Regions from separate parts of the Mus musculus genome. Here all the other regions are linked to region 1. Evidence: chromatin contacts called from public Hi-C and promoter capture Hi-C data. All regions are on one chromosome and are shown on one strand. The core of a region is the stretch at or near the end of the contact, and the rest is flanking DNA. Distances in the headings are between cores, read along the strand shown. Region 1 holds the start of A230108P19Rik (RIKEN cDNA A230108P19 gene). Region 2 overlaps Celf2 (CUGBP, Elav-like family member 2). Region 3 overlaps Celf2 (CUGBP, Elav-like family member 2). Region 4 overlaps Celf2 (CUGBP, Elav-like family member 2). Region 5 overlaps Celf2 (CUGBP, Elav-like family member 2). Region 6 has its middle 31 kb from the start of Gm52546.

Region 1 (5,062 bases), core at 1,712-4,211:
AAGTTCTCCCCTCCCCTGGATTCTACAGCTTGCCTGCCACAGGGTGAACCCCATTTAATGACCCTAAAACGTCAGCATCTACAGCTTCAAGCCTATGTGGACAAGAGGGGTGCACAGGGACAGAGAGCAAGGGTGCTTCCTCTCCATCTCTGCAGATCCTGGTGGCCATTCTCAGACACCAAGTGTGTTCTCACTCCAGGGTCCACGCACTCGTTTCCCCCTCTGCCTGGAATGTTTTTCCCTCAAGGCTTCCTGTTTGTCACCTTTTCAAGGAGGCCCTCCACTGCTGCCATCTTAAAATTCTCATTTTCGGTTACACGGTCACCCTTTATGCATTTCCCCATTCAGTATACTGTACAGTATACATGCTTATGTGTTGGTTGCATTTGCTAGCATGTAACTCCCACAAGGGAGGGGGTGTGGGTGCACGTCCTGTTCTTTATCCCCAGCACTAAGAGACTTCCTTGCACAATGCAGACAACCTTCCTTAAAGGAATGAATGAGCCTAGGAAGGCAAGCAGAGTGCAGCACAAAGCACCTTACAGCTGCCAACCCAGGATGAAAGGTGCAGTCTTTCCATCCGCCCTTCTCTTGGTACCACATGCTGGTGAGAGAAGCCTTTCCTGTCTGGCTCCCTTGAGAACCTTGTTCTGGGATCTCTGCTTTGCCTCTGGGCTGCAGTCAGGTTCAGATCGCTACATTCCCTACCTCATACAAAACAGCACAACAGACACCACAGTGACCCTGCACATGTCCCAGAAGTCTTAGCTGCTGAGGCAAAGAACCAAGAGAACAGAGAAAAAGCTGGTGGAAGGCAGGGGGCTGGCTGCTGATGCACTGGGATGGACACAAGGTGGGGAGAAGAGGACTCAGGGCCTCGTAGGGATTACAACACAAGGGTGGAAGAGGTTAGCCTAGAGCACTCTGGCATGTTGCTCTTCTCCACATGTTTGAGGATAAAATATTAGACCAGAAGAAGGATACATTTCCCCACTAAGCCTCTGTGTCTACAATCCTGGATTCTCTCCCTTCATCCCAGAAGACCAAGAAAGAATTCATGAGATCAATACCTCATGCTCAAGGATGACGTGTGCGGAACAAGATCAAAGGCCAGAAGACATTCTACCCCTGCCTTTGGGATCCTAAGCCATCCTGCCAAGCTCATCCCCTCTCTAGGCTTCAGTTTCCCTTTCTGCCTACTGGAGCCACATGTTTTTACAGCATGAGGTTAGAGGGTGACATTCAGTAAGGAAAAGGCAGGTTGTTTTCCCAGCTAATCAGCACAGTCATATCTTAGTATCTACGTTTTTACACTGTGAGTTTACAGGATCTTCAGATGAACTAGAAGAAAAGATACCTTCACCTCTATGCTAATGGCCCCATACTGCCATTCAGGGCGGCACCTCTTTGGTCACCCTAAGAAGTTGGTAAGTCAGTAGTTCTTTACTCTAGGGGGACATTCATTCAAAATGACAATTAAGATTTGAGGCTGTGACTTAACCTGGTTGTCAGACAATCTTCTAGAAAGGAGAGGTTTGGAGACAGACACCAGAGTCAAACCAACTGACCCTTCAGAGTCTGATCCGTCCTCTGGACAGACGAATGGGTACCTGCATTCTCCACGCCCTGGTGATTATTCCAGATAACAGATTAATCCGAGATAACGGAATTCTCGGTAGATGCCAGTGAGTGGAGTGACTAATATTAACATCCTCACTCCTACTGGATACTTCTGTGACTCTGACACTGGCTTCAAGGCTTCACAGCACCTGAGCGGATCAGCAAAGCAGAGGGGACCACACAGATGTGATGGCTGTGTGCTGCAGCATCCTGGGGCCTCTCTGCTTATCTTTTGGGTGGGCCCCATGCCTTGGTTTATCCAGACTGTAAGAACAAAAGGCCATAAACTGTGTGGCTGAGAAGCAGGAAGATCTCATGCTCTGGAGGTTGGGAAGCCCAGGTTCAAGGCATCAGCAGATTTAGTGTCCAGGGAGAAAGCTGACTCCAGGTTCAGAGACTGATGTATCACTGTGTCCTCACATGGGACCTGACACCCCTTTCCCACAGACTCTAGTCCCATCATGAGGTTCTACTCTTGACCCAACATCACATCCCAAGGCCCCACCTCCAACAGCTGTCACTTTGATGATTGCACTGCAACATATGAACTCAGGGAACAACACATTCAGGCTGTAGTAATGGTGTCTGTCTTCTTGAGACTGTGGACTGCAGCTTGAGGAGATGCAGGGAGAAAGAGGAATGAGTGGGGGAGGGTTGGATACGGTGCACACCCACCAGGTGTGCACAGGTTACACACACCAGATCACTGCCCTCATCTCGCCGGGAAACTAGGAAAAGTTGCTAGCATGCATGGGTGCTTTTAAGCTGCATTTTCTAAATTATGTTAGGCATGCAACTCACTGTTAAATAGTCGATATGAGTCATGTCCGAGTCTCTGTGGGAGTTGTGGTATGGGTGAGGATCGAACTCTGAGTTAGACTTGTGGGAGATAAGGGTGTGCAAACACACAGCCAGGTGGGTAGGTAAGCGGAAGCAAGGATTTTCCCCGTGGTGAAGGGACTGGTGTTGGAAGGAGACTCGAGTCCTTTCTAGCTTTCCTGGAATACTTACTGATATACTTATGGGACGCCTGATGTGCTGGCTCTTAGCTGTGCATGGCCAGCCCGGCCTCGGGAAGAGAACATCTGGAGGCAGGGCTTTTATATAGCACAATGAAGATGCATGGTTGAATTCAAGGGAACGACTTTAAAAATAAGATGAATAATCATGCCTTGACACAGTATGCTCAACTCCATGGCTTTTGCCCAGTAGAAGAACTGCAGTCTTTAACTTTCCAGCACAGCAGAACATTTTCCTAGAGTGCCCAGCAGAGGGAAGTAGAGTCCAACACATGTTGTCCTAACACCTAAGTAGGAAAGGACTGAGACGTCCATCCAGGCCAGTTTGCAAAAGCACCTGCCTGCTTCTCTGCGGATAAACACAGGGACCTATTATCACCAGCAGATGCAATGGTACGTTCACAGTGTGTGCTTGAGTTCACTCTTCTTCTGGGGGGCCAGAATATGAAGAGAAACTATAATTCTGAGTGTGTGTGTGTGTGCGCGCGCGCGCGCGCGCTCATAAGTGTGCATGCACATATTGGACTGGGTGCACGTGTGCACGTGTATTTAGAGGTCAGAAGTCAACCTTGGGTGGTGTTTGCCAGGAGCTGTCTACCTTGTTTTTTGAAAGGCATCTACAGGATGTCTTTCAGTGGGTAGAAGTTGCTGATTACTTAGACTGGCTGGTCCCAGAGCTTCGGGGATCCTCCCGTTTTGGCCTCCTCAGCTCTGAGATGACAAGTGTGCACCGCGAGGCCTGGCTTTGATGAGTGTGCTCTGCAGATGGAACTCAGGGCCTCCTGCTTGTGCAGCTGGAATTTGCTGATGGAGCTGCCTTCCCCACCCCCAGGACAGACTGTTGTCGTTTGAGAAGGCCTGCTTCCTGACAAAACGTTCTTTGGCAGGGAAAAAGCGATTCTGGTTCTCACGATGCCCTTGCCCCTTCATCTGTCACACTGTGCAGATTACGCAATGTGGTTCCGAGAACTGGGCTTCCATGGAATTCAAGGGATATTTTGGTTACATTTCTCCTCTTTCTTTTCAAAAACAATTGTAAAGTTTGACAGTCTGAAGTTTCTAGGAATTCTGATAAGCCTTAATTTAGAAGGCTTGCTATTTTTTACCCTGTCAATAGGACTTAAATGCCTTTACCATGGAACCTTCCAGCAAGTCATGTGTTGGAAAGAGGATGAACCAGTATAGCAACTTCTTGCTATGAAAGGCTTCATGGTTTCATCTGCAGTTACAAGACAGTCCTTGAGTATCACAGGAGATTTGTAATCTATTTTGACTTGAAGTCCAGGCAATGATATAAGAAATATTCACTAAACATGGCTGCACTTAAGGCAAATATCTATCTAAAATAATAAGCAAGCACCTCCCCTTTGAAAGATGCTTGAGCAAACCCTCACCTCTTGCAGCTTGTAGCCCACTTCCAGCCTGGTGTCCGCATACTGGTTTGTAGTAAACTGCAGTATCTTCATAGGTGCACCCGTTTCTGCCAAAACTAACCAGGAGGACCTGGGGAAGGGCAAAATTCTCCCAGGCACCCCTTGGCTCTACTGCTGTTTTCCCTTCAGGTCTCACTTCTTTCTTGCCTCAGGCCTGTGAGCCACTGTTAAGTTTGGCAGTTGTTTCAAGACCAGATAGCCTGTTCTCCTTGCTCGCTGCATATATAGGTTTGCGCCTTCGTTTCCAGATTTCCCACTGAGAACAGGATGTCTTCCTCCCAGAACAGACACTGTGGTTTTCCGCTTCATGGATGCCCACTGAACGCTATTCTGTGAGGTTTTGGACGGAAGACAGCTTTACAAGGGGAAACAGACTTGATTGTCATTAGTGATGACAAGACAGCTCCGACACACAGCTGCTCCTTGTGCAGAGTCCCACAGTATGGACAGGCTAGTTCTGGTCTAACCACTGTAAGCCCAGCACTGTAAATCAGACACTGTAACTCCTTTCTGGAATGAGAATGGTTGTCAAGAAATCACTAGCCAGAGATTCAGCCTCAGCCCCTTGTCACTGGCGCTGTGTCAGCGCGCTGTGCACTGTGTCTCCTGGGCAGCCATTTGGTGGAACAAAACTGTTTCAATTGCATTTTCAAATGAGATTACACAAAGGCCATGCTTTTCTGAAAAGGAAAAACCTAAACTGTCATATTGAGGGGCTTGTAAGATTGAGATATGGCGAGTTCACAGGTTGACACGTGCTGTTTGATGCTACAGAGGAACAGGCAGTGAGTGCTGCTCTCCCCAGCACAGAAGGACACTAGTGGTTTTGGGCAGAATGTCCAATATAGAAGATGGAAGATACTGTGGTAGGTGTGTGTGTGTGTATGTGTGTAAGCCAGAGGCTAATTTCTGGTATTGTTTCTCAGGTGCTATGTATCTTGTTTGTATGGGGGAGGGGGTTGGGGGAACAGGATCTCTCACTGGCCTAGA
Region 2 (5,062 bases), core at 1,534-4,033, 500 kb after region 1:
ATGTGGTGGCCACTGCTTTCATTAGAGGTATTAGAACACCTGATGACTGTACTGTATTCTGAGAGCAGAGAAAATGACTGCTTTCTTTCCCCTGTGACATTTGATAAGGCTCTATTTGCTACCATAGAATCTGTTTATTTTATGGGAACTGAAATTTGAGTTAAAATGAAAGCTACCTTAAGTAGCCTTTTTATTCCCAAGGGTTTTGTGTATTAGGGTAAGAGTTCCACAGCCACCCAGGTGTAAGAGAGGAGTAGGCCTCAGAGGTATTGAGGCCTTAGTGCCACTTCTCATAGACGAGTCTAATCACAGATGCCTTTAGACTAGAGATTCCTTTCCTGTGAGAAACGAGGGTACTAAAGCTTAGTCTGTCTTCTCTCTGGGCCAGAATGGTGTGAAAATGCCCCAGTTGCAGGTGGATTCCCTTCAAATGTAAGGTTTTATTAACTGAGCATCCAAACTCTCTAGGCAGAAAACCTATGGTAATAGTGGAAGCTCAGCAGTTTTCAACAGGTTTCTTCACATGCTTCATTTTTGTCCTCCTGAGAAGGGGTCGACAATTCTCCTGTGCTTCCCAGGGCTACTGCTGGGTGACTGCTCTAAATGCTCTCAATTACATGCCCACAGACAGATGATAATACACAGGTGCCAACTAATGAAAGTATTCGAATTATGAATCCAAACTATAGGCAATATAAATGATAAAATCATCCTCGAGGGACTATTTTTTTCCCTGTGAGCTGTTCTTTCATCCGAGATATGAACAAAGGCAGCGTATAAAGACTATATTGCAATGTTCAAGAAAGAGTATTAGCACTTCGTGTGACACCATTTGTGAATGAAGACGTTCAAAAAGCCATTATGCTTTCCACTTGGGTTAATCATAGGCTGTTCTCCACCCTCGCTTTGGCACTGCTGTGATGGAAAGCAGTGTGGATCAAGGTACCAGAAGATAAGCGGCGAGCAGGACACCTATGCCAATCATGGAAACACTGCTAGGCTGGTGATCAGTGCCCAGCTGCCATCCCTTCCCTCCTTCTTCAGGAAGCATGCAGCTTAGGTGTCCAGGTCTGCCAACAGAGCTTGGTTTATGGTACAAGATGATGATAAGTTAATTTCTGTTATTCCAGTCAGATCCCACCTAAACTTTAGCACAACTTATTTCTTCTCTGTCTTTCTATTAGTGACACTCCTTTCTACAGGTATTGCTTTTGGGACAGATAGGTGTGGCAGCTTACCTATGATAACTAGTGAATAAAATACTGAAGGATAAAAAATGGAACCTAGCCAAGGTTTACGGAGTTCATGACTTATAGTGAAGTTAAAAAAGTAGGAGTCAGCAAATACCAAACTGTACTCATTGTCTTCTGGATGACCCACTGTACACAAAGTCTTCTCCATGACGGCTCGTGTGTTTCTGCTATCTACTGCACAAAAAAATGAGCCAAAGTCAATGACTACCCCCAGGAAGCACTTTAGGGGATATTCTAGGAAAAGGACAGTAAAAGCACCCTCTGTGGCATTAGTTTGTTTTAACAGAAAGAAATACTGTGGCATCTAGAAGCAGATAAGATGTGAGCTTGAGTTCACAGTTGAATACTGACAATGATACCATAGATCTCTGTTTCTAAAAGGGTACTTCAAAAGCTTACCTGTGCAAGGAATGGCTCTATTATTCCTATTATAATGAACTGGCACTAATACCATAGGATGCTTAAAAAAGGCTCATTAAAAATTTAATCCTGAGTATGGGCTAGTCAAGTACAAGTTTACTTCCATGCCTTTGAGACTATAGTTTATCAAAGAGCAATCAGTGTATCTTGATAATCCAGATGGATTTAGAAATTATAGAGGTTAGCTACTTCCCATGAAACAGACAGCACTTAAAAATAGAGTTGAGTTCTCTATTGTCTGAGACCACTGTCTCCTTCTTCCATATTCAGAAGCTCAATTCACACATTGAGAAACTCCTAAATGTCTGTTACAATTTATTACCTGCTGTTACAATAAAATAGCTGATATATTAACATGCACTGATCTTTACTAATAATAATGGTGAGCCTATTAGGAGTCTTCTTAAAGACCGGGTTATCTTCTCTGTATGTAGTTTGCTTTACTATTCTTAACATTCAGTGGTAATATTTTGGTCCTACATGTTTTAAGACACTGGCAGACAAAGGACTGATTTCTTCTACTGGGTGAGATCAATGTACACTCACAAACCTGTATTTTGGTTATTGAGCAAAACTAAATTTTCCAAATCTACTTTTCCCCTAAAAATGGAAACCCAATAAAATTTTATTTCTAACAACTTAGTAAACAAAACAAAAAACCCAAATGAAAATTATAAAACAAAAAAAGTACCAAAGTGAATATTTTAAGACCAAGAGTTCATGAAATTAAGTCCTGATACATGAGATTCCTAGCTATGAGCACTATGTGACCTGTGAGAATCTTAGTTCTTGCTTATAAGCGAGATGGTTAGTGTTCCTCCAAAGCTTCTGAAGACTCACTCTTTGTCTAGTTCTAAATGAAAGACATGTTTTAGAATTTGTTGGGAATAAACCCCATTAACAAAACATTTCAGAAAATTAACGTCTGGAAAGTTTACATTCTTCTAGTTGACTACACGATTATTTTCCTACAGTGAAACCTACTGAGGATCCCCAAGAGGTCTCATCTATTATACTAAAAAAAAAGACCCAGGAGCCAGGGTTGACTCACTCCATTTCCTCCCTCTTACACATGACATAAACAGGAATCCTTGGCTGATGACTGCATTAGCTTAGACAGAATTGGAGGAACAGTAGCATACAGAACTCACCATTAACTCATCTATCTCCTGTTGTAGAGAGCCTTTTTAGTTAGCGCAGTTTGTGGTGAAATTTTCCTCTGTACTCATTTAAATATAACTGCTGCACTTATCTTGACTCTGTGAAACTTTTGAGTTGTCCTCGTCACATGGTGTGAGTTCCTACACACACAGAGCTGTTAATACTGAAACTATCTCATCCATTAACCCTACTCCACCCCCACCCAGACTTATATCTGGCATCTTTCTCTCTGAAGGAGCTCTTAAAGGTTTTCCAACCAAGAAGAAATTACAGCCTGCTAGTAACTGGGGGTAGAGGAATAGTTCTTAAAAGCCTCCTTCTTTCTACCAGGGACAGGAATATCTCCTACAGAGCTATTCCTGGAAGCCATGGAAAGGCTGAGGATTGGTGGCTGTCTGCTTTCAAGCCTGTGAAACTGAGCTGGTGAATTCTCACTAAATATGAACTGAGGTAACAATGGTAGGGAAAAGAAGTCATCAATGATTATAATACCTTTGTGAGAAGAGGAATGGAACATGTAGTGACAGCCACATCAAACTAAATACAGTCAAGCACCCATTTCTCATTTTTAGTACTTTGAGAATTTTGTACAATGCTTTTCATCATATTCACTCTCTCCCAATGGAGTCCTCCAAGATCTAGTCCTTTCTCTCTCCTCACCCTATTTTGTGTTCTCTTCCCTTCCTTGTTCTCTCTCCCTCTCCCCATGGACCCTCCCTCCCCCATCAAGTGTGTGCTGTTTATAGTCTGTATCTTCTTAGATGTTTCATTTAGGAGTTGTTTCACTTGTGGGTAGTCAACCAATCAGGGGCCATGGATTGCTGACTCTTCTTTAGCAGTTATGAACTGGCAATAATACCTGAGTTGCATGTAATGTCGTATCCAACTTCCCTTTCTATACTAGACTGTTGTCTGGCCTGAGCTGGCACAGGCCTTGTATAAGCTGTCTCAACTGCTGTGAATCTACATGTACAACTGCCCTAGTATGTCCAGAAAACACTGTTCTTTTGTAGCCAAGCATTCCTTTCTCTACCTATTACTGCTCAACTCTAGCTGTAAATTAGAATCACCTGAAAACCTTCAGATGCACCTGAGTCCTTCTGTAGAGGAAATAAATCAGAATCTATGAAGGTCAATGCCAGGGTCTTTGTTTTAAACTCCTCTAGGTGATTCTAAAGTACAGGAAGTTTTGAAACCTTCTGCCTCACACATCTAATTTGCATTTCATATTAAATTTGTGATGAGCAATCTGTGAGAGGGTGGGCCACACAACTGCAGGCCACAGGGTGGGATGATACTGCCTTGGTCCATCTCAAGGTCCTTGACTCCTTTTCAACTGTTAGGTTATGACAGCTGGTCATGGGGCAGAGGTTACGAGGGAGGTGAAAGAGTAAAGTACTGATTTCCATGGAAAGCAGCTCTTGTACAATCTAGGACAAGGTAGCAATTGACAGCTCAGCCTCCCCTCAAATGGTCAGTTCCATAGTGGCACATTTTTGTCAGAAGGGTGCTAGTACATGAGAAATGGCTTCCCGGGACTCTAAAGCATCTGTGCTTCTCGAGGGCATCTAATCACTTCTAGAGTGAAGGGAGGGGAGTTGCTGCTGCTTCCCAGTGACTGCATTGCTTTCTCCAACTCCCAACCTCACAGGGTCAAAGCCAGACAGGAATTCTAGAGGCAGGTTTCCTCAGCACCACTTGCTGGAGTGGGTGCGATTACACTGGAGAAGCCGCATCTCAGGTGTGACTAACTACTACTTAGTGAGTAGGAGTCTGACAAGACTCCAGCCCGAGGGGCTGCACAGCTGCACAGGTGGGACAGCTGGCTCCTTAACACTGATGAAAAGCTAGAGAAAAGCAGGTGACAGTCCCTCACTACTAATTGGCTCTTCTGGGCAAACTGCAACAATCTAGAGAAATTCTCTGTGTTGTCAGATTCCTAAGAAGGGAAACTGACAGAGGATGTAGAGGGAGACTATAAATCCAAAAAGCTTGTATTTATATGCAGGCATTATTACACATTTCCTCCCTCATCTACAACCAGCCTGCAGAGAGCCACTGGATTCAGAAACATAAACACAAATGGAAAAACAACTAAATGATCATTTTTCACTTACAAAAGAAGTTCAATCTAATGACTTATATTCAATGACGTAAGTCTATGACATAAATCTAACCTTTGTTACAGAAGAAGCTATGGAGTATGTACCAGGGGAAGGCACACTTAA
Region 3 (5,062 bases), core at 1,662-4,161, 450 kb after region 1:
AGAATAATGTATAATTTGCTTTCCTAGCAAGTAATTTCAAACTCATGAATGATGAAGCAGATGGAACTCTCCATTCTTATGGCTTCTATACAGTAGAAATGGGTTGTTAAGTATTACTGATTAACTCATTGTGGGCAGAAAATTGCTCTTCATGCCTTAGGATTCATTTATTCTGGCCAGGAATAAAACAAAGGAAAACTGCTTGGAATAACACCAGTTCCACTAATCTCCGTAGTATAGTCTTGGATGAATCAACTCCATGTAGTCCCATTCAAAGATTTACCCAGCAAATTTAAGTACCAATGAGAGCAGAAAATAGTTACTCAGAAAAAAGATCCAGAAACCTCGAGACTCCCTCGTATATCTATTTACTTCTTTTCCTAGGTGGTCGGATTACCTTAATTTCTTTTTGAACATCTGGGGGAAAATGTCACCAATGAGTCTTTGGTGCCATAGTAGATTTGCTTCTTTTTAGTTGTCAGATGAATGTGTGTAGCAATTCAGCAATTGCGAAAGGTACATCTTTATGTATATTCAGACTTGCCTCATGTTTACTATGAGAGAGACCCAGGAATACAGCTCTAGTGACACTCAGTCCTATCAAAAAGTACCTCTGAAATCTTACTATATGTATGACCTATAACTTAATTTAACTTCTGAAAAGTGTGTCCTGTATACACAATGATATTTCATCCTATAGACAAGAAGCACTGTGAAATGAGTGTCACATAAAATGAAGAAACACAAAACAATCTATCTGTGTGTATGTGTGATAAGAACTAGGGGTTCACTTATTCATAGGTCTCAAGTGAGCCCGAGAGCCTCATTTCTTACCCAGTCTTAAATGCTGTTACTGCTGACAGTTTGCAGAGCACACCTTGAACTAGCAAGATCATGTTATACTTGGAGGAAGACAATCAGCAATGAGAGCCCACTGAGGTGAAGCCTGATGAATCACAGGAAGGGATGGAGAAACTGCCTATTAAAAAGAACTGGCTCCTCAGTTGGATCTAAAAATCACTAAAAATGGGATGAAATCATAGCATCTCTGTTTTTACTGTACATTGTATCTGCTTACCTTTACATGCATTGGGGCATGCTCTAGTAGTCACCATTGTTAAATTGACAGGATCTAGAATAAGCTAGGAGCCAAACAACTGGGGATGTCTGTGGGAGCCGCATGACTGGGTTTGTGGTGGGAAGGTCCATACTAAGTGTTGAGGGTACCACTCAAGGGGTGGGATGCTGCACTTAGGAGGAAGGGAGCTGAGCATCAGCACTCTCCTCTCCCTGTCCCAGCTGTGGATGCAGTGTGACCAGCTGCCTCATACTCTTGCTGTCATCCTTCTCCTGCACAATGTACTGTATTCTTGAACTGTGAGCCCAAATAAACCTTTCCGTCCTCAAATTGCTTTTATTAGGAATTTGGTCTCAACAAGGAGGTAATTAATATACCCGTTAACCTGTCAAGGTACATCGATTGAAAGCTACAGTATTTAACTGACCTCATTCTTCTTCAAAGCTAAAGTCACAAAGGTAAGAGTGACTGAGACTTCTTATTGTGAGTATACTACAATGTCCATCATATTCCTGATCTCCAAAATGTGCCTAAATGTCTTCAGCTAAATGTTCCTAACCCTGCAGTTACCATGGATTTCAGGAACAGCAGATCCTCACAGGACAAACCCTACGCAATTACGATGGTAGAGCTGCGCCTTAAGCATGAATAATCATCTGAGCAACAACTTGTCCCTTCAAGAACTAAGGAGTTTCTGGAAGCCCCCTACAGAACCAGGGCCGAGAGGGGCCAAGACAATTTAGTTATGCACATCTCTAACCCTCTGCCAGAAGCTCTCTATGAGACTGGGCTGTTACACGTTTCTCTTCTCAAAGAATTCTCATTAAGTCTCCAGTGTCTGCTTCTCACTATAGTATCACTCGTCTCTTTAACTGCCATGGTTGGTAGACTATTGAGCTTGCTGGGGCCAGGCTCTGCCTTTAAACCTCAGTGACAGAAAAAGGTCAACGCTATGTTTGTTCATCAATGCCCAGTCCTTGGAGCTGATGCTGTCTACTTGAACTGGCAGTCTGAAACTTACCCAACACTGGAACCCTTTGGGAAGCTTTAAAAACATGGATGCTCGGCTCCTATCTACAAAAGAGTCTTATTTATTCTACCCATGGTAAAGCTTTGCATATATAATTTAAAAATATTTCCAAGATTCCCAAAGTCTTACCTTACAGATGAAATTGGGAATCACTGCTCTAGTTGCAGTTACAGACAGAGTTGAGTATTATGGGTTGCTTTCATTTTCTTCTTTAATTTGTTTTAAACTCATCTGCCTCATGATCATTTTAGATAAATTGCCAGAGAGATGCTGCTGCTGCTGCTGCTGAGTTCTTTAGGTTTTACTCAGAAATAAAAATGAACAAACAAAACACCAACGGCCTGAATGAATACACTGGTAATTTGGACTCTGAATTTCTGAGTCTCTAAACACTGTGTCTGGCATAACTTCACAGGCAGACGATGAGGACATGACCTGCTTTGTTGCCCTTTTTGAGCAATACTTGGTTGTTATATTAGCACACTCTCAGCTGACCTTTCGGGTTCCAGGTTCTTCATCTATAATGTAGGGAGGCTGGCTAATATAAGCTCCTACACTGTGACTATCATTAGATTTAGCCTACTTTCTCTACTCCATATATTTTTTTCTTCCTCTGTTGGCCCACATAAGAAAGTGAAACAAAGAGAAACCTATTTTAATTAGCTATAAGATTTGCTGAGATTTTGACTTTTATTTTCTGCATAGATACTTAATTTTGGTTAACGACCTAGGAAGGTTTCACATTGGGACAACTGTGACTCAGAAATGACTTAAAGACACTTTAAGACAGATTCCTGAGCAAGTGATTCAGTGGTACTTGGGAGGACTTTTTTGAGGAGCTGTGGTCATAGTTACTTTCTATGAGCTACACACACACACACACACACACACACACACACACACCACACCCAAACAAACAAAATCCCCCAAATTAATCAAAATCCAGACAAGAGTTCATGTACCTACTTAAATGATAGCTTATAAATAATAGTTCCTAAGTCATATCCTGGCAATGAGTTAGAAAGACAGGAGCTAAACCTCAATTAAATGACAGTTGTTTTCTAGGTTATACAGTAAGCGGTAGTCTGAGGTTTCGCTTTCCATAGTTAAATAAAGCCCTGAAAAATTACATGGGAATTTCCAGAAGTAACTTGTAAGTTTTAAATACCATGTCATTCTGAGCTTCATGCTGAAACGTTTGTCTGGAATACCGATATTATACTCTATGCATTTAAAAGTATGTTTGCAAGAAAGAGCTATAAACAGGGTTCAGTACTATAAGGTTTCAGGTCTAAGCTGGGGGTAATGGAACCTATCATCTAGGATAAGTATACTTTTTACTTGCATCTAGTTGGACAAGGTCATAAAAGATATTCATTTGATGATTTTGTTATTTGAAATTATTTATTAGGTATAATCACTTTAGCTTTCTTAATCTTTTTTTTTTAAATATTTTTTATTACGTATTTTCCTCAATTACATTTCCAATGCTATCCCAAAAGTCCCCCATACCCTCCCCCCCACTTCCCTACCCACCCACTCCCACTTTTTGGCCCTGGCGTTCCCCTGTACTGAGGCATATAAAGTTTGCCCGTCCAATGGGCCTCTCTTTCTAGTGATGGCCGACTAGGCCATCTTTTGATACATATGCAGCTAGAGTCAAGAGCTCCGGGGTACTGGTTAGTGCATAATGTTGCACCTACAGGGTTGCAGATCTCTTTAGCTCCTTGGATACTTTCTCTAGCTCCTCCATTGGGGGCACTCTTAATCTTAACAGATGTCTGGTTGAAAAGGCAACCAGAAACAGAAAATAAATCATCAGTATTTTATTATCTATATGTTATCAGATATAGGTTTGTAGGTAGTTAGTAGGTAGGCAGATAAGATAGCACTCTTGGCCCTGTACCCGGGACAGTAAAGACAAGCACTATTATTTTAAAACCTTTTTTCTTTATTTTCTTTAGCTTCATTTTTTATTTTATATGTACTGGTATTCTGCATGCATATGTATCTACATACTACATGTGTGCAGTGCCTATGCAGGACAGAAGAGGATTGTGGATCATGTGGAATTGCAGTTATAGATAACTGTGTCCTGCCATGTCAGTGCTGGAAACCGAACCTGGGTTCTCTGGTAGAGAGACCAATGCTCTTTACGGTTGAACCATTCCTCCAGGGTCCAACTATAACTTTTATCGATGGAATATTTAGTATTATTTTATTAAATTATTTAAAATTTGAAAGCCACTGAAAAACAGAAATTGCATACACAAATATATATAGAAGCAACATCTGATAAAAACGTGCTTATGCTGAGGTTCTGCAACTACATCTCTGCTCTACATCCAGCAAATAAAATATATGAAATGGCAGTAATTTATTTACAATTTCACAATTCCTATGACTTGCTGATACAACCTCTGTATGGTGGACATCACAGACTACTTTGCACAAAGTATCTTACATCATTCCTTGGTACGCACTTAAAAAGATGCTCCTCCGAAGAAACAAGGATACGGTGTTTGGGCAAGCTCATCAGCTGCTCACCTCACAGAGCAGAGAATATAATATGGCTGAAGTCACTGAGTTAAGCTTCCCAGGGGTAAAGATGGATTTCCTGTCATTCTTTCCCTCCTATCCCTGATGTATAACAGTGCCATGGAAACTGTGGGCCTAAAGGGATGGCAAAAGCAGTCTGCTCCTGAATGTGAGTGCTCCTTTAAATTCATATGAAAACAAGAGAGCACGATGAACAGATTTATTCATTCACCCTACCTCTTCACTTGATGAGAACAGTTCAGTGGGACAGAGAGAACAGGAAGCAGGCTGGGAAAAGGGATGGTAGACACGAGTACTTCTGCAGCCGACATCTGGGTCCCGAGGATAGCAGTCATTGCTTTCCTTTGGCTGGGTGAGGACTGTGAGTGGTGCCATTACACCATGTCTGAGGAATC
Region 4 (5,062 bases), core at 922-3,421, 400 kb after region 1:
GTTCCTAATGGTTACTGCAGTGGTCTTGTTAGCCTCCAATACAATCTAAGACAACTAAAGCTGTCCAGTGAGTCATCTGGCCTTTATGACCTAATGCAAGTCCTGTTTGGTGGAAATGTCAGGTCTTAAACTCAGTACCTGAAACTCAGGGTAATCTTGCTTAGGACTAAGTGGACCAGGGACCATTTCAAACCCTGTGCTCCATCATCTTTCTGAATCAGTGTTTCATTTCTTAATTTCATCTCTTTATACCCATCTTCCCCTCTTCTTCTACTCATCTCAGACAAAACAGATAACTGGCTATAGTTGCCTCAGTGAACTGATGGGTCACTATGGCTCTTTCTCAAAACTAAAGCCTTTATCCTTTCTCCCACGTAGCTCAAAGTCCACTGATGGGGTTCAGGCAGTCCAGGAACCTCCTAAGCTTTATGGAAAAAAAAGTGTGCTTGTTATGTGTGAAACTTTCTTTTTCTGTAAAGGATCCCAGAAAGTTGTATATAACCTTGGACTTACCAAGATAACTGAAAAAGACCAAAGTTCTGGGGGAAAAAATTGAATGAAATTTCTACAGATGGGGCAGTAAATTATATGATATGAGAAACCAAGAAGAAACTGGAACTAAGGAATAGTAGGAAAAGAAAAGGATCCTCTTTTTCAGTGTAAACACACACACACACACACACACACACACACACACACAGACTCACACACACACAGACTCACACACACACACACACACACACACACACACACACACACACACACACAGAAGCCAGAGAGCCTGTGCTCATGTTCCCACAGGTATAGCTGAATAGTGGACTCAACAGAGATTGAAGCTAGGCAGTGCCACAGCCCTGAGGCCTGAGAGAAGCTCCCTTCATCTTCCTGTGGCTGTGTTACCAGCTGAACAGGAGGATGCTTGGTAGGTGAGCACAGGGCACAGTGCCTTCTCCCTCGACCCAGTCTGACACAGGTCAGACGCCTCTTCTGGCCATCCCTCTCTGTGGCCGTCGCACATCAGTCTGCGGTCTAAAAGCTCCCGACATCTTGTATTCGGTTTATAACGGGTGTGATCCTAGGTGATTAGAAGGAGCTTGGGAAACTTACTGGGCATGGTACTTTTCAACCCTTCACTGACAACAGCACAGCCCTGGTGACAGGTCTGGGCTCTTTCTGCCACAAGCTGGTACCTGGCCAGGGCGTTCTCACTCAAAATGAGACACGTCGTCATTATGAGTCCTCTAGGGTCAGAGGTCGGAGAGAAGGTAAGGGTTCCATGTAAGGAAAGCAGGCGCTGCCCACCCTCACCAGACTCCCCGAGCAGAGATTAACTTAGCTTTACCTTAGCTGCCTTCAGCTGCTCCCACCCACAGGTGTTCTCTGGAACTGGAGGATCTCTCCTCCCTCTACTGACTCTGTCTGACTTTCCCTGGGCTCCACAGGCAGTCTTGGCTTCCAGTCATTTGGAATCCACACTTGTGGTTTCTTTCACTCCTTCCTGTGGTGAGGAGTGCTCCCTGCCTTTCCTTCTTTCTCAGCCCCTGCCTGCAGTAGGCTCTTCTCCCACCTCCACTCAGACTTTCTCTTTCGCCATGAAAGGGCACCAGACTGGAAGGCGCCTGTCATCCTTCTTAGAAGCTGGCTCCTGCTTGGCAAACAGCTTTTCTGAGAAGAAAAATGGCCACATTTAACTTGTGCTCAGCTGGGCACCTCTCAAACCCAGGGCAGAAAGGTAACTAAACATGCGAAACACTTAAGTTTTAGGAAACCTAAAAGTGAGTCACTATGATGACAACAAAAGAAAAAATGTGGGAGTAAGGAGATTTACGTTTTCAGTCATTACTTAAGAAGGAAAAAATCCTCCAAAATGAGAAAATTATGTACAAAACAGATGCACAAAATTCCTACTTGAAATTTAAGATTAAAAAAATTATTTATAAGGAGAAGGGCATCAAAATTTAATTTAATGTTCACCTTAGGTAATTTTGTGTCTTATTGTTCATAGCAATTACCATAAATCTGCATATCAATAAGTGAGAACAGATGTCAGTTGTTACAAGTGCTTGCCAATCAGGTCTGTTAAAAAGTGACAGATGGGTGGTTACAGAGCTCTCTCATAAGGCCTATTAGCACATTCACAGGAAGTGTCTGTGCTGTGGACTGCTGGAGACTCAGGGAAGAACGCAGGGCCTCTGTGGGCCATGAGCACACTTCATGCTGGGAGCTGCTCCAACTGGAGCTTCTCTGACTGCCCAGACACTGGTTTTGCAAACCCTCTTCTCTATTTGTGAAAGACACTCTCAGACAATCTTCTCAGAGACTGTTTTTAATTCACAAAAGAAGCATCTTGTTGTCTTAAGCAACTGTTTCAATTAATAATTTATTATTACTTTCAAAATTTGGAGCAGATATTTAGAAGGCAATTAGTCAACTTAACCAAATTCAAACTCCAGCAGTTGCACTATTCCTCAGTAGCTAATTCCTCTTCACCTACAGCTTCAGCTCCTAATGATTTCTTAGGAATGTTTGATTCTGGGGATAGGATGTAGTTCAGCTGGTAGAGTGCTTGTCTGTCCTAAGCAAAGCCCTGGGTTCTGCATCCAGCACCACAGAAACTGGTTGTGGTAGTACATACCTATAATCCTAGGATTTCAGAGGGTTGAAGCAGGAGGGCCACGAGTTCAAGGTCATTTTTGGTCAAATACTGAGTTGGAGGCTAGCCTGGGTAAGGCCCTGTCTTTTAAAATAAAAAAAAATGGCTGGAGAGATGGCTCAGTGGTTAAGAGCACAGGCTGCTCTTCCAGAGGACCTGGGTTCAATTCCCAGCACCCAGGTGGCAGTTCACAACAGTCTGTAACTCTAGTTCCAAGGGATCTGACACCCTCACATAGACACACATGCAGGCAAACCATCAATGGTCATAAAACAAAAACCCTTCTTGTTCTAGAAAATATTCTTGTTTGACATACGCAGTAAATTGGAAACACTTTCCAGAATGAAAGGAGGCAGTTTCTTGTTTTCTCTGAGCAGCTAGTTCTTTAGTAGCTGTGGGGCTCTACTTTCAGCTGGGATTTGTGATTTGCCATTAGGCCATCTGGGTAGGTACATCACTGGAGTTTGAGGTTATACAAACATACCTGACCTGGCTGGGTCACACTGCAGACAGAGCAGGTTTTGGACCAGGTTAACTGGGCTTGAAATACGGATCCATATCCAGCTCAGTGATTTGTATTAAGTTTGCTGGCCCTTCTCACCCCTTTTCAAATGGCATGCTAAAAGTCACATAATCATAAAGTGGTTTGGGGAGGTTTGTATCCTAATTCATACCAGTCCATTTAATGGTGCTGGCTGTGGTCTCAACATAACATTTAACCTTTTTTGATTGCAGCATACTAAAGAGGTGATTTTGCCTTTTATACTCTTGGAACTGTGATTTTCTAAGGATCTAAGTTAAATGCAAATGTGAAGTGTTCCTCTTTTCTCATTAAACAATCTTCTAAGGTGCTGCTACCGTAGCCATGCAGAAGTTAAAGACCAAAGGCTACCTGGTCCTTGTTCTTTCTCCTTCACCTCAGGTATGCACTCTTAGGAAGATGCAGATCCCACACTTGCCAAATCTCAAAAATTCATTGAACAAACACTAGAGGTGAGTAGAATATCAATATGCTGTGTTAAAAGTTTTAAAAGGGAAAGTCAAATCAATGAAAAGAAGGCTCTTTCCCCTCACCTTCACAGAAGCAGAGTGAGTACACATAAAGGAGTTTAGCTGATGAAGAGTTGATTCTAAATCCATTTCTGCTATAAAACTCCTTATTTAGTAAAGGTTCTGTTTATAGAAATAATAAAAAATTTGTAGTTTCAAGGGAAAATGGTTAAGACTTTTCGAAGAAAACATATGGCTGATGTATAGTTACAGTATAAAGTATATAGCTCATCATACTATATACACTGAAGACAGAAGCCAAATGCATCTGGTTTGGGGAAAGAGCTTGGTTATATGAAATCACCCTTCAGAATGAACATTGTAAGGCCATTAGGAGAGACATACCATACCAAAGACAACATGATGGGGTCTTGAAGGGAGAGAGCCTTCTTATTAAAACCTGCTGTAGCTTCATTAGGAGAAGAGCTTGAAGATGGAAGGAGGGGACAGCCACCATATGCAGCATGATTTTTAGTTAAGGAAAGCCTTCAGATGCTCTGAACAACAAACGGGGTTTTCTGATTTCTATAGATTTTTCAGGAGGTGGTGGAAGTCCGACATCACGTGATTTAGTATAGCTTAGTGTAAGTGCCAAGATTCAGGCATTATTAAGTAGTACTTTAAACTAACCTTGCAGTGGCAAGAGGGAGGGCCTGCAAGCATACTGTATAGCATAGCCTCTTAACTATCCTAGGAAGCTCTAAGATTTGGCTTGATTTCTGTGACTGAGAGAGAAAGGAAACTAGCTACAGAGTCTATGGTCTAACAATTAGATTTTACTGATGCAATTATTTAGTAATATGTCATATAAAATTTATTTTTTTTTGGTTTTCTTTTTCTTTGCCTTGGTTCTCTCCTCAGATGAAAATGTTTTGCTCATATAAACAAACCAATTTAAAATCCCTATCTCCTGAGAGACCACTGTGCTCTGAAAGCTGCTCATAGACAAACAGTATTGGCTTCAAAATGTTCCACTCCTTGGTGCTATGATTCATGCACTTTTACTTTGTTAAACTTTCTGATGTTTTTCCTACCTTTAGACTACCAGTCATTCAAAAAACAGTTGAAAACCAGGTGTGGCTGGGAGTAAGTGACCTCTGGTCCTCTCAACTTTATTATGCTATGACTTCTACTGTGTTTGTTGTATATAATAAACTCTGTAACATGCTTTATATTAGACTATCTTCGAATTCTCAGTAACAACTATGACGGTAGTAACAATGGTTTTTCTGGTGTTTTTCAGTTTATATGGACAGCTAAAACTAAGTTTTGTAATTAAAAAAGTGGGCATTTGACTTGCGCTCTGCAGGGAATACATCCAAAATACAAATCTACATTGTAACTCACAAACAGCTTTTC
Region 5 (5,062 bases), core at 1,004-3,503, 350 kb after region 1:
CAGTAGGAATGAGCTTAGGCAGGAGCTAGAGAGTCTGGGTGACTGGCCACCCATCATGAGTCTTCTGCATACTGACAGTATGGTGCACTAGTGCCTTTGTAGAAGGAATGTGGTTTGATTAGACTTCTTTTGAAATGCTTATCTTTACTGGGCAGAGGTATCAGTGGTGACAGTATCCCCCGGACAGGGATGGTGTATTACTTTTCTGTGTATCCTGGTTCCTATCCAAGTAGTTGGTATAGAGAACTGTTTACAGCAGGTCTTTTGAACAAATGAATGATTAGTGGATTATGCCCTACCTCTTTGGAATCTATGGACAAGTTGAGATACATTTCTAGGACTTGAGGCCATCCCTGGGCCCACTGGTGTCCCGGAAGCACTGTGACCATTTTGCCCCTTCAAGGCTGTTACAGTGGCTCAGTTCTAATGTACTGCTGGTGGAGTCCAGCCAGCTATAGACTCCAGCTTGCCATGACCAACAAGAACACAAGAAGAATCAGAGGAACTGTTTCTCAGAAGGGCCTTACAACCAGCTGCTTCCATTCATAGTTTTCTAGTATTGTATTCAGTTTTACAGCTCCTCTGGCTTAACTGTTAGAAAATTGAGGAGTATCCCTGGGTAGAAAACTTCCCTGAAAGGATGAAAAAAATCACTTAAAAGAGATCTGCAGTAGAACCAAGGTGGATTTGAACCATTTACAGGCATATCCTGCCATTGAGGACTCAGTGCCTAAGGACTCAGAGGGAAGTTTCTTCCTGCATATTTGGGGCTCACAAGCACAATTATTCTTCCTCATTATCACTTCTGTCTTAGGCCTCCCAAAGTGGTTCCTGACTTTTGCTATGAGGCTTTTAATTTCTATCATCCTCAACCCATTCCAGTCAGACCTCTTTCTCTATGAATTTCCTGGGTTATTTCCCATCTAACAAAGAATGCTTTGCTATCATCCCAGTCAAATCATTGGCCACATTCCTGCATCCATCCTGTCTGCCCTCTGACCCATCCTCTTTCCCTGCCTCCATGATCACCAGGCTCTGTATGAGGCACTGATACAGGGAGGATAAGAGCTGGTCCCTTCCCTTAGAGAGCATGCATCTTGCCGGGAGACAGGCACGCACATGTGCTCAGTACCTGGTGACTAGCAGATGCTGTGCTGTATTACCAAGTTTTACAGGGAGATGAAGGAGGCTCCACGTGTAGTGAAAAGCTGCTGTCAGTTACTCTGTGGCCAAGCAGTAACTTATGTGTGCTTTGACTAACAAAATTGGCTTTCTAAATGAAACATGACATGGTGCTCAGTAAAACAACAGAAACAGAGCATTTTTGGTTAATTAGGATGACATAGCGCGCACTCCACTCAGCTCTCTCTGTACTTCTGAGACCCACCTTTGCTCTCCCCAGCACGATCACACACAAACCTAGCCTGGTTGTTGCTAAAGATATCAATTTGCCTTGGAAAGGTCTAGAATCTGCAAGTCCCTGAGAGGCAGACCTACAGGTGACCTTGTCTTTTCCGTGTTGGCTACAAACTGGAAGAGCTGGGAGGAGCTTGGTGTGAGAATAATGTGTTAATTTGCTGTCTCAGGTCCTAAGCAGCCTGCTGGCTTCATGGGGACAGTTGTCACCTTTGGACAATTTCTTAGGAAGGGGAAATATCTGTTCTAGGACTTGGTAGTACAGTCTTTTCAGATGAAAAGACTGTAGATTCTAGCCAGCCATGACTGAGTTACCCATGAAACCCAGGGAGAGCCTTGAGAGGCTCTAGGCATGCCTGAGAGGACAGCAAGCAGAGTGCCAAGCTTTGACTGTGCTGCTATTTATTCATTCATTGAGTCTTACTGAACAGTTATGTTGAAATCCAACTGTTTTGAGTGTGCTCACATATACTAGGTAGTTTCACCTTGTTATGTTAATGGTGAAATTAAAACACACACAGGCTACAACAGTAATTAGTGAGAGAGCTGGCATTCAAACTGGGCTCTCCAGCAAATCCACACTTGGAGATCCTTATGTGGGACTTAAGCTAAGGTGACTCATTACAGGACACAGTGCCTGTGTGTGTTCTGTTTATAGACACACATTTTTGTCTTAAACATATCCCTCTGAAGCATCAAGGAGAAGCTGATACCAGGCTGGTTTAGTGACCATCAGTAAGGCTAAAGAAAATGTCATTGTTCCCCATGAAGCAGCTCCTGGCACTGATCAACTCAGAGACAACTGTTGCACCCTGAATTCCCAGGCCTGGAACACTCCAGACTCCGGGTTGCTGACCTACTGAGAGGGGAATGTGCTAGCTTGCATGTCTCTTGTGCTGCTGAGGCTTACAGCTCTCCTGCCTATGGCCTTGGACATGGTCTTAAAAGAATGGCCAGCTCTTAATGGCTGAGCCCAGATCCAGCACACCAATGTTTTCAATGTTACCTCTTTTAGACAGCACGGTGCCACCAAGGGGAGGTTATCAAGCCCCTCCCTTGATTTGACAACATGTACCTGACCCTGGCCTCTGACAACAAGCATTCAGTTTTGGGGTGTGTTACAGGTTTAGAAATTGGAAATTTGAGGTGGGAAGAGACAGAGAATGGAAGAAGAGTTTCTGTTCCCCATAAAGGGTAAGATCTGTTTCATAAAGGATTAGATAGATGCCTGTGCCATTGTGCAGGCAGATATTTAGTTTTTCTTAGACTCATATGCAAGAAAGTGAAACAAATTTAACTTAAAATGCTCCAAGGTGGAGAGATCCAATAGAAATGCCATTTTTTTCAAACTGCAAGCCTGTAGAAAAAGTCAAAATCCTCTCAAAGGGCCAAGCAGCAGGCCTTCCTGGAAAGCCTGCAAACTCAGGCCTGCTCCCTCTCGCAAGGAGTGACTTTGAAATCTTACCATCTCACCCAGAATGATCAAACGCTTGCTCTGCTGTTCCTCATTCTGTCGTCCAGAATAGAACTGCTCATGTCCTCCACAGAAAATGGCTTTAGTGTCACCTCATCTGACCCACACGCTGCCATTAGTGGCCTGCATCCCTCTATTGTCCCTTTCTTCAGAGCCCAAGGAGATTACACATTCAGAAGGCAGTGGGCTTTCTAGGCTAGGATGCAGATAGGTACTTTCTAGTGGTCTTGGGAGGTGAAAGGATTGTGTTTTTTTGTTTGTTTGTTTTGCTTTGTTGCACACAGCACTTGGCTAGAGTTTAGCCACAGCCACCAAAAAGACAGGTCTCCAGGCCCTTGCTAAAATGTACTCAGAAGAACTTCCCCCTTCACTTTTTTTGTTTCCAAAGTCCATTTATTGAATATTAATTCATAAAGACAATGCTATAATTTTAATGAAAAATATCCTATATCATTGAAGACTTAAATGAACAATACCCCTTAAAGACACTGCTTTGAGAAAGAATCACATTCACTTTGCACACAAATCCTTTCTTAAGCTTTATTTAAGAAATCGAGTACTATATAGTTCAATATATATAAGACACATCCAGTATTGTGTTCCTGATAGCAAGTGCATAGATTTTGTTAAGATACCATTTTCACTCGATAGAAACGGTTCATGGTCACATGAAGGTAATATCTCCAGTGAATTTGCCCAAGCATGAGAGGAAAAAAAAACAGAACACAGCAAAAATAGTGAACTACAACAGAATGAAAAACAAAACCAGTGAATTAGTAGAACAGTCGATTCCTGATAAGTGAATAAGCTGATTGTCTGGCCACAGTGTTTTATTCACTTATCAGGAACGATGCATGGTCCGCTTGTGTTCACTGCATTGCCTAGCCTGCTAGCTACGAGCCTGCAGATCACACCCCATTGCTTCGGCCTGGCAGGCATATGGCTTCCATCAGCCAGTGAATGCTGACAGTTGTCTGGCTTCTCATGGTGGCCTGTGCATGGGCAGACCTGCTCACAACCATGGTGGGAGTTACACAAAAAATAAACGCTGAGTGTGAATTTAAGCAGCGGCTGACTTTATAGTCACAAGTGCTTACAGGACCGAGCCTTTGTGTCTTCGGTAGAAAAGCCCAGTTTGTCTTTCAGTGCGCGAACATCATGCCCTGTGCTGAATGGTGGTCATATTAGGATTTCAAAAAGAAACACATCTTGGAACAAATTTTACCATCCTCTTTCCCAGGCCTTCCCTCCCTGATGCCGCCCATTCCTCCAGAAAAGAAAAAGAAACCACACTTTGGTCTTCCCTCACTAGTGAAGCAGTGGCCTTTCAGAGGCAACTGAGCAAGCAGGCCCCGCCCTGAGAAAGCCAGCACAGGTGTCACTAGGAATCAGCTTTTGTCAGAGTAGGAGCAGGGCTCGGAACCTCATGCCCAGTGAGAGGTTTGGCCTAGGGAAAGAGCCACCTTTCTTCTGTTTGGTAGGCCCATGGTTGTTGACCTGACTGAAGAAAGGGGCCTGAGGGGCCAGCTGAAACCAGAGGGTGGGCAGCCAGAGCTTTCGCTGACACCAGCTCAGGTGTCCTGGCACGGGCGAGAAGAGAAGGGAGCAGATAGCCATGGGAAATACTCTTTGAGGGCAGCCAGACTCCTGAGCAAGTAGACAGTAGAGCGGGGAGGGCTTGTCACAGCATGGGCAGTGGGGCAGTTCTTCTCTGATCAGGGGTTGGGTACAGTGAGAGCACATCTCCTTCCTATCCTGTGTCTACTGCGGTGGGGGGGGGGGAGGGGGAGGGGGGACGACAATGGACCTATGGCATTCTGAGCTCCCCTTTGTAAACAGACAGCAAGGACTTGAGCAGAATTCTCCCCACCTCCCTCATTGAATACCTGGAAGTCTTCCCACTTCTGTGAGTGGTAATAATTGAAGCTACTCCTGGATTAAATTGATGAGCGAATAGAAATGCACTTCTATACATACCCATTGATCAGTGCAGCACACACCTAAGCTTAATGGTTTTTAGCTGCCCGCTGTTGGCCAGCTGGCTTTATTTTACCTCTCCCTGAGGGTGTGCCTCTTTTATAAGGGCTTTCTAACCCTCTCTAACCCTGACTGTAGTCATGAGACTTCGTACCTGAAGGTAGATGAAGAAGCCCTGGGTCTACTGCTTCTGTC
Region 6 (5,062 bases), core at 996-3,495, 320 kb after region 1:
TACCTCTGTACTGTTGGCTTGATTGATTTCCTCTAGTCCTCCACCTGCTAGGTCTTATAAGGAGGGAGCAGAGGGAGCCGCTGTGACACCAGTGTGAGCCAACACCATAGGAAGAAAGACTCCTGCCAGTTGGGTCAGCTCTTTCTACCTGACAGTGGTCTTTGTCTGGAGTTTCTTGCTGATTCGAGGCATCCCCCTACGGCCTGTCCAAACCTGTTTCCTGCAATGCCTCTGTCTGCTGCTCTGGGTGATCCTAAGCAATTATCTCTCCCATAAAAGTGACGGATGGTCCCTCCTCGGACACTAAATCCACAGCTAAGCAGTTCGTGCTCATTTGCAAATCAGCTCTTCTCTCCCTCTCCCTCTGTACCCATCTCACCCCCACCCACCCCCCACAGCTGTTGATGCCTGGTGCAGCCCAGGATTCATGGTTTTCATTAGTCTCCTTCCAGGGGCTCAGCTGACTGTGGAGGCTGCAGGGAGAGTGGTTTCCTCCCTTCCATGTACTCCCCACAGGAGTTCTAACAAGGGGTTGATTTTCCAGGCTCATTAAAAGCAACACAATGAGCCAGCCAGGCCTGAGAGATGCTGCGGATGTGAGTACTCCGGCAAACAGCATCTATGGGAAATCCATAGGCTAAATGAGAGTCTCCAGTCTGTGATCCAGTTCTAGACCGGCCCCTACCGTGCTGTGTGACCTTGAGCAAGTGCTTCGGCTCTTCTTAATATCCATTTCCTCAAGGGATTCAGCTCCCAGCTGTAAGGGCGTGATTCGGATGACTCGATCAAAATAAGTTCAAATGTACAGTTGGTGTTGCTATGATTCCCACTTAGTACAGAAAGAACACAAATCACGCAAACGTTCACTGATTTGTCAAGGAACCCACAACCAGTAAGTACAGAGTCAAGACTGAATGAATCTGAGGTCTATCTAGGGTCACACACAGGATTTTGCACCTTGGAGTGTGATGGTTTATTTCCATGGTCAGCTTGGTGGGGTTAGGAAATGCCTGTGGCATTAATGCAGTACACTTTGGGTTGTTTCTAAGGAAGCTAGGATGGTACCTGAATGTGGCATCATCCCACAGTCTGGGTTTGAGTCTGATTAAAGGGGAAGCGAGCCCCACCATCTGGAGACCAGAGCTCATTCCGTACTGCTTGCTGATCCGCCCACCTGTGAGCAGGCAGCCTCCTGCTTCTACTGCCCTGCCTGCTGTGCTCTCTGGTCTGCTCCCTGCATGACTCCAGATAGAGGAAAATCCTTCTAAAGCCCCACAGTTGGGCTCCTCATCTCTAAAGTGAGGCAGTTGGACCAGTCCTGTGGCCATACCCTACAAACACTTAGTGAGGAGCTTTGAGAAAACAGATTCTCAGCCCTACCCTAGACCAGCTGTCCTAAAGAGGGCTGGCCCTGGGTGTTCACAGCTCTTGGCTAACTCTAACATATACATGGCTGATAGCCATGGGCAGCCCAGGTGACACCTAAGGTCACTTTCTACCCTAATATCTTTGCTGTCATAATCTATTTGGGTGGGTTTTTTTTTAATCATTCCAGAATCAGATTTATTCCAGATACAATACAGCCTCAGATGATAACGTTAACTACAGGTGAGGGTGGGGGCCAGGCTCTGGACTGGGAAGGTCGTTTTTTAAGCCTGGCCTAGTGCAAGCGTGCTCTCTCTGTAAACACAGACAACAGGATGTCCCTTTCTTAACCCATTTTCTTATCTGGTACACCGAGCATTGTCACCTCTGCAGAGCCTGGCAGGCCACATGTCCAGGCAGGGAGCTTAGAAATGGTGTCTCTCTTCATAGATGTTCCATTCCCAACTTTATTAGCATGTTGTAGCCCCATTTATTTATTTTGGTTGCTATGAATTAAAATTCTCCTTAAAATTAAAAAACATGTAATCCATGATACTCTATGAAGAAAGTGTACCCTCCCTGAAGTAGTCTGTCCCTTGTTTCCAACCAAGATGGCTGATCCCAGTGGAGTCTAGGGTTTGTATTGACAGAAAAGCACAAGCAGGGCTACTAGGGTCCCAAGGACTGATGGAGGCTCCATATTAAGCATTGAGCAGCCTTGGGGATTTGAGACATCCTTGACTGTCTAAAACCTCTGTTTGCTTTCTGTAAATTGGCCTGGTATGTCCTAACTCATGGAGGTTTTGTGAGAAGACACAGAGGGATGTTTGAACATGGCCTGGAGGCAAGGCTCAAAGAGGCAGTGGCTCTGTACATGACTTACATGTGAGTCACGAAGGCCCCTGAAAACTGTGATATTACATGACCTAGAGCACTCTCAGGAAGAGCTTAGACTGGGAATCACTGGTTACAGTTTCCATCCAACACAAGGAGCAAGTCTTAATCTTTGAACAGTGGAGTGAGGCTACCAGATAAAGCATGGCTAGTGGCTGAATGTCAGAGAAGCTTGTGTTATTCACGTCTGCATAACACAAACCCCTGACAGGAGCAACCTGAGGAAAGAGAAGTGTATTTTGACTCGTTTCAGGTTTTTGTCCACTGTGTTGGGGTTCATGGCAGAGGGAATTTGTGGTCGAGGTTGCCTCCATTATGGTAAACCAGGGAGCAGAGAGAGCTAAGATGAAGTTAGAGGTGAGTATAGCCATCAAAAATCTGCCCTAGCGACCCACTATCTCTTAGGGGTTCTACAACCTCCAGGAACAGTGTCTCCAGTGGGGAGACAAACACTTAAATCATGTGTCTGCGAAGGACAATTCAGATGCAAACCATACACTCTCCAAATTTGTATGTTAAGATCTGTACTAGCTAGTTTTGTGTCAACTTGACACAAGCTGGAGTTATCACAGAGAAAGGAGCTTCAGTTGAGGAAATGCCTCCATGAGATCCAGCTGTAAGGCATTTTCTCAATTAGTGATCAAAGGGGAAGGGTTCCTTGTGGGTGGTGCCATCCCTGGGCTGGGAGTCCTGGGTTCTATATGAAAGCAAGCTGAGCAAGCCAAGGGAAGCAAGCCAGTAAATAACATCCCTCCATGGCCTCTGCATCAGCTCCTGCTCTTTGACCTGCTTGAGATCCAGTCCTGACTTCCTTTGGTGATGAACAGCAATGTGGAAGTGTAAGCTGAATAAACCCTTTCCTCCCCAACTTGTTTCTTGATCATGATGTTTGTGCAGGAATAGAAACCCCGACTAAGACAAATTGGTACCAGCATAGTGGGGTGTTCCTGTGACAACCTGACCATGTTTTGGGAGGACTGTGGAAGGACTTTGGAACTTTGGGCTAGAAGATCCATTCAGTGCTAAGAGCTCTGTGGGATGTTGTGTAGGAGCTTGGAAGATAATGTTGAAAACAGTGAAGAAGATGGAGGCCTGGCTTGTGAAATTTCAGAGGGAAAATTAAAGACTTTTTAGGGCCATTGCTATTTTGATTTGGAAGATTCTGTGGTTCTGGTTAGCTGGGGCTGAAGAATCAGCTGTGATTAACAAGATACCAGAACTACTAAAGTGAAACCTTTGCATTACTGAGACTATTGATGCTGGTTAGCTGGAGCTAAAAAATTAGTGGTGATTAAGAAGAGACCAGCACCATTGAGGTGACATCTTCTGGGAAGTGTTTTCTTAAAGCACAAAGAGGCTGTGTTCCAGAGATAGCCAAGGTTGTACTCCTGCTGCAGCGGGACTTGGTAATGTTTAAGGGTTACCCAGGTGGTGCTGGTTTTGAAGGCATGAAGGGGTCACACAGAGCAGCTGAGGCTCAGCACTGTGAGAGGCCATAGAAGGCCATTGGTGAAGGTGCAGCCTCAGTTGCAATTAATGGCCCAGGACTGAAGGTGTCATGCAATGTTTTGGAGAAGCCAGTACCATGAGATGACCACCAAGAACAGCAGCAGCAGTGGAGTACAGGCATCTGGAGCCTAGAGGACAAGCTGTGTGCTACAAAGGGCATGGCTGGAGAAGTGACCCAAGCCCTTGGAGGAACCCAGAAGATCGTGAGTTGGATCCCAGACATTGGATGGTTAGAGATTGATTTTTGCTTTTGATTGTGACTGTGTCCTGATATTTTTTCCTCTTGAAGGAAGAGAGTATTTTAGTGGAGCCCACAGTTAAGAGACTTTGAATTTTAAAAGATATTGGACATTTTAAAGGGATCGAACTTTTAATATGTAAAGACTGTGGGACTTTTAAAGTTATTTAGATATTGGGGATGAATAAGAAAGTAAGAGTTGAGGCTTACTAGTGATGTGTTTGTGTGTCAAGTTGACAAGGGGTCAATTGTACTGGCTAGTTTTGTGTCAACTTGACACAAGCTGGAGTTATCACAGAGAAAGGAGCTTCAGTTGAGGAAATGCCTCCATGAGATCCAGCTGTAAGGCATTTTCTCAATTAGTGATCAAAGGGGAAGGGTTCCTTGTGGGTGGTGCCATCCCTGGGCTGGGAGTCCTGGGTTCTATATGAAAGCAAGCTGAGCAAGCCAAGGGAAGCAAGCCAGTAAATAACATCCCTCCATGGCCTCTGCATCAGCTCCTGCTCTTTGACCTGCTTGAGATCCAGTCCTGACTTCCTTTGGTGATGAACAGCAATGTGGAAGTGTAAGCTGAATAAACCCTTTCCTCCCCAACTTGTTTCTTGATCATGATGTTTGTACAGGAATAGAAACCCTAAGACAAGATCCTAACGCAAAAGACAGTAGCATTTAGAGACAGGACCTTTGGGGGATGATTAGTCATGAGGGTGGGGCCTTCATGTTGGATTGGTGCCCTTGAGAAAAAGACTCAGAATCTCTCTCACATAACGTGAATGACGGTGGCTGATGGACTGAGCCTGCCAGCACCTTGAGGCACACTGCTCATTTATGGGGATAGAAAATGCTGGGTTTTAATTTCTAAAGGCCTGGTTATAGTGGGTGTCCTAGTTAGGATTTTATGGCTGTGAACAGACATCATGACCAAGGACAACGTTTAATTGGGGTTGGATTATAGGTTCAGAGGTTCAGTCTATTATCATCAAGGCAGGAGCATGGCAGCATCCAGGCAGGCATGGTGCTGGAGGTGCTGAGAGTTCTACATCTTCATCTGAAGGC

What was found. Promoter capture Hi-C pulls out the DNA fragments that hold promoters and counts their contacts. A called contact is a pair of places that touch in the nucleus more often than the background predicts.
Region 2: a contact with region 1 is called in a promoter capture Hi-C map of the HPC-7 cell line, with 2.9 times the contacts expected there. The contact joins the enhancer-like site here to the promoter of A230108P19Rik in region 1. A contact is called at or near these places in 11 of 39 promoter capture datasets (the C10 cell line, the HPC-7 cell line, cranial neural crest and 8 more) and 1 of 115 datasets of contacts at active chromatin or transcription factors (bone marrow-derived macrophages).
Region 3: a contact with region 1 is called in a promoter capture Hi-C map of liver, with 2.0 times the contacts expected there. The contact joins the enhancer-like site here to the promoter of A230108P19Rik in region 1. A contact is called at or near these places in 9 of 39 promoter capture datasets (the C10 cell line, the HPC-7 cell line, embryonic stem cells and 5 more) and 1 of 9 other capture datasets (embryonic stem cells).
Region 4: a contact with region 1 is called in a promoter capture Hi-C map of hippocampal neurons, with 2.5 times the contacts expected there. The contact joins the enhancer-like site here to the promoter of A230108P19Rik in region 1. A contact is called at or near these places in 11 of 39 promoter capture datasets (the C10 cell line, embryonic stem cells, hematopoietic stem and progenitor cells and 7 more), 1 of 484 Hi-C or Micro-C datasets (the G1E-ER4 cell line) and 1 of 9 other capture datasets (adipose tissue).
Region 5: a Hi-C map of cortical neurons shows a contact between it and region 1, with 3 times the contacts expected there. The contact joins the enhancer-like site here to the promoter of A230108P19Rik in region 1. A contact is called at or near these places in 9 of 39 promoter capture datasets (the C10 cell line, cranial neural crest, embryonic stem cells and 5 more), 3 of 484 Hi-C or Micro-C datasets (cortical neurons and growing oocytes) and 1 of 9 other capture datasets (adipose tissue).
Region 6: a contact with region 1 is called in a promoter capture Hi-C map of trophoblast stem cells, with 3 times the contacts expected there. The contact joins the enhancer-like site here to the promoter of A230108P19Rik in region 1. A contact is called at or near these places in 8 of 39 promoter capture datasets (the HPC-7 cell line, HPC-7-derived erythroid cells, cranial neural crest and 5 more) and 2 of 9 other capture datasets (adipose tissue and liver).

What each region holds. Positions count from the first base shown.
Region 1 is chr2:6,190,290-6,195,351 of GRCm38.p6, forward strand. It overlaps A230108P19Rik (RIKEN cDNA A230108P19 gene), which reads left to right and starts at 2,962. Exons shown (of 7, transcript NR_040333.1): 1 at 2,962-3,032. All of the region lies in intron 4 of Echdc3 (enoyl Coenzyme A hydratase domain containing 3), which reads right to left.
Region 2 is chr2:6,692,813-6,697,874 of GRCm38.p6, forward strand. The region is part of intron 2 of Celf2 (CUGBP, Elav-like family member 2); the gene reads right to left. Among named protein-coding and RNA genes, the nearest start is that of Celf2, 190 kb to the right of the region's middle. Within about 2 kb of position 2,784, at least 52 of the 459 cell types and tissues checked have an H3K27ac peak or open chromatin away from gene starts, as enhancers often do. A contact at or near this core is called in the HPC-7 cell line, bone marrow-derived macrophages, hematopoietic stem and progenitor cells and 1 more, where this site is marked.
Region 3 is chr2:6,643,985-6,649,046 of GRCm38.p6, forward strand. The region is part of intron 3 of Celf2 (CUGBP, Elav-like family member 2); the gene reads right to left. Among named protein-coding and RNA genes, the nearest start is that of Gm52546, 170 kb to the left of the region's middle. Within about 2 kb of position 2,912, at least 8 of the 459 cell types and tissues checked have an H3K27ac peak or open chromatin away from gene starts, as enhancers often do. A contact at or near this core is called in liver, where this site is marked.
Region 4 is chr2:6,592,785-6,597,846 of GRCm38.p6, forward strand. All of the region lies in intron 8 of Celf2 (CUGBP, Elav-like family member 2), which reads right to left. Among named protein-coding and RNA genes, the nearest start is that of Gm52546, 120 kb to the left of the region's middle. Within about 2 kb of position 2,172, at least 94 of the 459 cell types and tissues checked have an H3K27ac peak or open chromatin away from gene starts, as enhancers often do. A contact at or near this core is called in adipose tissue, hippocampal neurons, second pharyngeal arch cranial neural crest and 1 more, where this site is marked.
Region 5 is chr2:6,536,433-6,541,494 of GRCm38.p6, forward strand. Celf2 (CUGBP, Elav-like family member 2) reads right to left here. Exons shown (of 14, transcript NM_001110228.1): 14 at 3,262-5,062. Among named protein-coding and RNA genes, the nearest start is that of Gm52546, 61 kb to the left of the region's middle. Within about 2 kb of position 2,254, at least 10 of the 459 cell types and tissues checked have an H3K27ac peak or open chromatin away from gene starts, as enhancers often do. A contact at or near this core is called in cortical neurons, where this site is marked.
Region 6 is chr2:6,506,121-6,511,182 of GRCm38.p6, forward strand. No RefSeq gene overlaps it. Among named protein-coding and RNA genes, the nearest start is that of Gm52546, 31 kb to the left of the region's middle. Within about 2 kb of position 2,246, at least 13 of the 459 cell types and tissues checked have an H3K27ac peak or open chromatin away from gene starts, as enhancers often do. A contact at or near this core is called in trophoblast stem cells, where this site is marked.